Regions from separate parts of the Sus scrofa genome. Here region 1 is linked to region 2. A link is a contact called in public Hi-C data. All regions are on one chromosome and are shown on one strand. Each heading gives the region's core, a stretch centred on a gene start, on an enhancer-like site or on the middle of the called end of the contact. The rest is flanking DNA. Distances are from core to core; before and after follow the strand shown. Region 1 overlaps TRIO (triple functional domain protein). Region 2 has its middle 99 kb from the start of TRIO.

Region 1 (3,416 bases), core at 185-2,684, 130 kb after region 2:
CCCACCACCACGTTCTTGGAAAGACGCCCCTTGTGGGCCTTCGCCCGACCAGCCCTCTCTCCTTCCTTTCGCAGAACGTGTACGTGAACATCAACCGCATCATGTCGGTGGCCAACCGCCTGGTGGAGTCGGGCCACTACGCCTCCCAGCAGATCAAGCAGATCGCCAACCAGCTGGAGCAGGAGTGGAAGGCGTTCGCCGCGGCCCTGGACGAGCGCAGCACCTTGCTGGACATGTCCTCTGTCTTCCACCAGAAGGCTGAGAAGGTCAGTGCCTGCTCCGGTCCCAACCCCGACCCCTCCTCCTCCAGCCCCTCCCAGCCTGGGGCAGGTCCCCACCCGCTGTGCAACCTCAGAACTTACCCCACCTCTCTGTTCCTTACTTTCCTCATTCGCGAAGTGGACATGAAGGGATCTACCCAAGGGGCTGTTTGATGGTGTGAAGGAGGTAATCATATTGGGTGCCTGGCACGGTGCCTTCTGTACAGTAGGTGCCATAAATGCCCTCTACTCCCACTCCTCTTCTCCCTCATGGTCATCACCTGAGAATTCCAGTCAGGATACTTTGGTGTGAGTAACGGAGTGCCAGACTCTGGGGGTTGGCTCTTCTCACAGAACAGAAAGTTGCGAAGTATAGGGGGTTCCAGCCGCATGGAGCTGTCGGGGCTGGGGGGCTCCTGGCCTGGCTTGGCCTTTCCCTGTGGTTGGGTCACAGGTGGATGCTGCAGCCCTAGCGCCAAGGCCCTCAGCCTCTTCTCCTGTCACTTTCTCAGGGCAACATGATTTGCAGAAGGTCCCTCCAGCCCAGCAGGCTTCCCCCCGGTCCCCTTTGCCAGGAGTGGGGTGCACAGGAGGGAAAGTGGGAAAGGGCAGGGCTAGGATTTCCGCCTCCCCAGCAGTGAGCAGGCTCTGCCAGCAAGGGCTGGGCTGGAAAAATGGTTTTTGGGTCAGTGGTCTGCAAGGTCTCTCACAGTTGTTAGATTACTGTACGCATTTGGACCTCACATTGGCTTCATCTGCTGATGGTCTGGTCATGATACCTTATCTCAGAGGTAACACTCCCCACACTCCAGACAGGTTAACCTGCCCGAATGAACGCAGCAAAGGAAAGTGAACTGCTTGTGTCTCAGAAGCTAGTGGTGGAGGCCAGGCAGTAAAACACCTTGTCAAGATGTGGAGGAAGAAGGCTCAGGAACGTTTAGCCACTAGGAAGGCATGTGGGAAGGAGACACATGGTTACCTTAAGTTACAGGAAAAACACTGGTAGAGCTTCCTCAGGGATAATTTTTTTGGGAAAAAAAACTTACATTCATAGGGATTTGCACTGATGCTTCTAAAACAGAAATAGTATCCTTTTAATCTAGAAACAGTCTCCGCTGAGGCAGCGAGGGAGGGCAGGATCTTAGCAAGGCAGCTGGAATGTTGCATGAGATGCTAATCAGTAGTGATCTCAGCTCCAGAAACCTTTAAAGTATGAAGCAAGAGAGGAAACAGAGTGGGATAGAAAGAGGAAAAAATCTTAATAGCCTCATGTGAAAGCTGTGAGTGGGGATTTAAGTTTTAGTGGTAAGATTTTTCTGCTTACTAATCTAATGAATTTAACTAGTTTTATGATAAAGGAGAAACAAGAGCCCCCCCACAAAACCAGTTTGTTTTAAAGTAGCAGGAGCCCTCTTCAGCACAGAGCACTGTCAACACTTCTCTGTGGCTGCCTCTGGTCCCTGTCATTGTCCAGGTGATGTTGCTCCCTGGATATTACCATGGGTGGGAGATGAGCCATGCGGCCCTGGCTGCTCAGGTGCGGTTTGGAGTGGTAGCATAGTATGGGTACAGCAGCCCCCAGGGCTTGGAGGTGTGTCACTTGGCAGGGGGCCCCCAGAGAGGTAAGTTAAGATGATGTGAATACATTTGCAATAGGGGAAAAAAATAAAGAGGAGTTTCCGTTGCAGCTCAGCAGATTAAGAACCTCACTAGTATCCATGAGGATGTGGGCTTGATCCCTGGCCTTGCTCAGTAGGTTAAGGATCCGGCCTTGCTGCATGCAGGGCTGCAGCATAGGTCGCAGTTGCGGCTCGGGTCCAGTGTTGCTGTGTGTGTGGCTTGCCTGGCAACTGCAGCTCCAATTCATCCCCTAGCCTAGGAACTTCCTTATTCCACAGGTGCAGCCCTAAAAAGGAATAAAAAAAAAAAAAAGTTTGCAATAGCGCTAGCTGCTGAGGGGAGTGATGGACAGTCTGAAACAAAGTAACACGTAGGGAAAATCTCTCATAATGGCAGGATTCAGAATTACAAATGAACCCAGAAGATTAATTGCTGCTCTGAACTGCCTGAAAATAATGTAGAAATGTGAGTGCCATGGGGTGTTTTCCACTAATGTTTTATTATCAAAAATTTTAAACAGCAGCAAAGTTGGAAGAGCCTGGTGGGTTTTATTTGGATAAAATGAATGGTGGTAATTTATGGATTTGAAGGAAACTCAGTTGGATGAATCTGTGAACAGAATTTCCTGGGATCCTGAGTGAGCTCTAACGGCGCATGTGGTCCCCGTACACATCAGGGGCCAGAGACGCCAGTATAGCCTTAGAGGCAGAGTGGCCTTCTGGGGAAGGCTCACATCTCAGAGGGACTCTGACTGAGGCAGTCCGCCTGTGCCAGGCAGCTGAAGCATGCAGAGGGGACAGCTTCGGAAAGCACTCTCTTCCCTCAGGTTCAAGTGTGTATCTCCCCCTCCACTGAGTTTCAGATGCAGCAAAGAAGATCACACCTAGTAAGTAGTTGACTTGTCCAGCAGAGGAATCTCCAAATAGGTCAACTCCGTCCCCTCCTCCCCTTTTTGGTGTAATACTATTTTATTAACACTTAAAACTTCACTGACAATGCTGGCCATGCCTTATGCTCAGATTCTTGAAATAAAGACATGTGGACAGAGCTTTAAGGGTGCAGTGTGAAACACAGCATAAAATACTAACAAAACTTAAGGAGTGGTATAATAACTATACCTCTGTACACAGGTATAGGGACAAGCCCTCCAAGGGGAAGAAAAGCTCAGGACTGAACAGAGGTCCTTGGTTAGTGACAGAATCTCCCCTTGACTTCAGACATAGGACAGACGAAGGAGTCTGTCAGTTTACAAAAACCCCTGACTTCAGGACCGGTAGTAACAGGATTGGAAAGAGCCAGTTGAAGGTTGTGGGGGCCAGTCTGAAACGAGCTAGGTTAGCTGGAGGCCGCTGCAGCTCACGTCCAGGATCTGTAGCGGTCTAGAGACAGTGGTTAGTGCAGTCCTCTGAAATTGCTGGTCTCCAAACAAGTTTCAAAGATGCTTTTCCCAAACAGAGGGTCCTCTCTTTTTTAAAAATTTAAACAACTTAAGCTGTTTTCATAAACTCAGTAGGGAAAGACTGGACCTTGGACATC
Region 2 (2,911 bases), core at 352-2,851:
CCTTTGTTCTGGGCAGTGGTGGCAATAAAATTGTTTTCTAAACGTAATTATGATTTCTCATATTGGATTCATAGTGAGTTCTTAAAAAAAGGATCATCCATTGGCAGATTGAAATTTTACTTTTGGGAAATTAAAAGTGATAAGTACTTGATGGTATTTTACGGTTAGCCTGAAGGTATCAGTGAGTTGACAGTACTTGGATCATGCAGTTGTGTTGCCACCCACTGTTGAGTGATTCGGTAATTAGACAAGCATTTGAGAAAGGGGTTATTATTAAAAACAAATGGTAGCCAGCTTTTATAGGTGGAAGAGAAAGGAGTTGAGGAAAGCAGGGCTTCCCCGGTGACTAAATGGAAAACAGATGAAATTGGGGAGTGGGGAGAGGAGAAGGAGGAGAAGGTGAGGTAGGACACATGGTAGGGACTTAAGGAGATGCCTTATAGAATCATTTACATTGTTTCATATTAGACATATAAAAGTTCTGTGTCATCCAGCTTTATGATATGTAGGTGTATATTTAGCTTTTTCTTTTTTAATAAAAAATACATTTAGTGGAGAGAGTATAGTAATTTGTATTTACTAGGGTTAGATTTTAAATTTTGATTTAAAAATTTGATACACACACTTTTGATAATCTTGCTAGTCAGTGAACCCTTCGCCATTCAGTTTTATGATTATTTAAGACAATCTTTAATGCTCACTTATTCATCCATGCATCATTCATTTATTGAATAGCTGCTGTGTCCTAGGCCATCAGTAAAAGTAAAACTTCTTGGAGTTGATTTAAAGTTCTTGAGAGAATATTATATACATAGAAATGTATTTTAAAAACTTTTCAACTATTTGTATTAAAAATATCAAACTTTAAATACCTTTTTTTAACTTGATATATAATTTCCACATTTGGTGAAATGAAGATAGAATATTAGCAGTTTATAACAGTGAGAAATTAATTAGAACGTGACCCTACTTAAACATTGCAATTATGAAATAACATCTAGACTTATCTTAAAATCACATATCATGAATATATTTGAGAGAAGAATTGGAAATCATTACAGTCCTAGAGTGTAAAAGATATAAAGAATATCCAGAAGATCCAGCCAAGTCTCATTTATCCAAGAAAATTTTCTTAAGTAAATCGGACATCTGGTTTGTACCTCAACTTGTACAACCACAGTGAAAAACTGAATTATGTTCAGCAAAAACTGTACACACAGCAAATTATTCATACCGTTGTAAAAAAACCCAAAATATTTCATACTAGCGTGCCAGAAATATTAGTGCCATTATATGAAAAGGCTGTTGCTAAGTCTCTCATTGGTCACTGTAAGTAATCATGCTTTTGGCTAAAACTGCAGGAATGCCAGTCCAATTTTTTCAGCATTTGAAAGACTCTCAGATTGCACCATTTAAGGTAATGCTGGCCCGCTAAACTTTGTAGCATTTGATTGTAGACCATAAACTGAAGAGCCTGAGGTCAGAATTAGGCAATCTACATTATTTGGGATAATGAGGACAAAGGCCGGGGTTAACCAATAGCTGTTCTTCTCTCTCTCTCATCAGCCTGCAGAGAGCAGATGGAAATGGTCGAGCCACAGAGAGGTTGCTGCCGAATGCTGGTTTAGTAGACTGCAAGTGTGTCTGAAGTGTGACTAGGGTTAAGGACTAGTTTGTTGCTATTCAAACTGTCTCTCAGTTTGAAAATTCTTCCCTGATGATAAGATTAGGAAGCAAACAAGAAATTGCTAATTAAAAGCAAAAATACTGGCATCAAAGCACAGAGGATTTGTGTTGTTTTGGTTTTGTTTTCCACATATATATGAGAAGTGCGTGTCTCTGTGATTCTTGCCCTCCTGTAATGGTCAGCAGAAATCTAGCTTGTCCTCTGAAAATACAGTACAGTACCAAAAAACCCGGCACTGAGCACCAAGGGCTACAAGTAAGCTTAGGTAAGGCTGCTGCGGGAAAGGAAAAAAGGAGTCTGCTGACATGTCAGCATCACTAAGGTATAGATTCTTCATGTACTTTGGGGAAAGATCCACTTTATAATGCTGCTGGTTTATGGGAAAATTAGCTCATATTGGTCTAGTCGTCAGTGGCTGTGGTTTTTAGTGGTTTACACCCTAGGAGTTGCATGCACAGTTTGGCATATACTTTCAGGGCCTGACTTAATGAATGCTCCTTTGGCTGCTGGAGCGACAAAACGAGTTCATCCGTTTATCCTGGGCGTGGGCCCTTCAGCCAGCCGGGGGGGGGGGGGGGGGGGGGGGGGGGGGGGGGGGGGAGGGAGGTAGACAGGAGGAGCTGCAGGGAGTGGGAGCTGGCCTCTCTGAAGCTCTGAAATAGCTGCTCTAAGTTCATCTCAGCTTCCTAGTTCTCCTGGAGTCTTCTTTATGTCTGTCTGCCTCCCTGTACAAGTTCACCTCAACTTCATCAGCAAGAAGGGATTGACTGGTAGCTCTGAGAGGCTGGTCAGCCATGGTCAGGGCACACAGGGGGCTGCCACCTGACCTCTTGCCCCAGAGTCTGTTGTGGAGACTGGTTCCCTGGCTAAGAGCCTGTTATTCAGTGACTTTCTTATGACATTCCCTCCAAAGATAGAGCTCAGAAGTCAAGTAAGTAACATCTTGTCTAGAGTTAAGAGATTTTGGTCTAGAGTGTAGACCCATGAACTTGGATGGTAAAGAAATTAATTACATCTTTATTTTTCATAGCTCTCCAACTATATACTTCTTTCAATATATACTTTCAATATATACTTTCAATATACTTTCAATATATACTTTCTTTCAATTATGAGTGTAATTCAGTAGTTCTAGACTTGTCACCAGTGGACATCACAGATATTTTCAAATTCCCTTGAGTGTGGCTTTGCAGAACTTTCAGAATTTCATTAATGCTCAGCACT

The links. A called contact is a pair of places that touch in the nucleus more often than the background predicts.
Region 1: a Hi-C map of embryonic fibroblasts shows a contact between it and region 2, with 1.6 times the contacts expected there. The contact joins two enhancer-like sites.

Annotation. Positions count from the first base shown.
Region 1 is chr16:3,718,402-3,721,817 of Sscrofa11.1, forward strand. TRIO (triple functional domain protein) reads left to right here. Exons shown (of 56, transcript XM_021077142.1): 6 at 75-266. Among named protein-coding and RNA genes, the nearest start is that of TRIO, 29 kb to the left of the region's middle. Within about 2 kb of position 1,435, at least 12 of the 83 cell types and tissues checked have an H3K27ac peak or open chromatin away from gene starts, as enhancers often do. A contact at or near this core is called in embryonic fibroblasts, where this site is marked.
Region 2 is chr16:3,589,935-3,592,845 of Sscrofa11.1, forward strand. No RefSeq gene overlaps it. Among named protein-coding and RNA genes, the nearest start is that of TRIO, 99 kb to the right of the region's middle. Within about 2 kb of position 1,602, at least 9 of the 83 cell types and tissues checked have an H3K27ac peak or open chromatin away from gene starts, as enhancers often do. A contact at or near this core is called in embryonic fibroblasts, where this site is marked.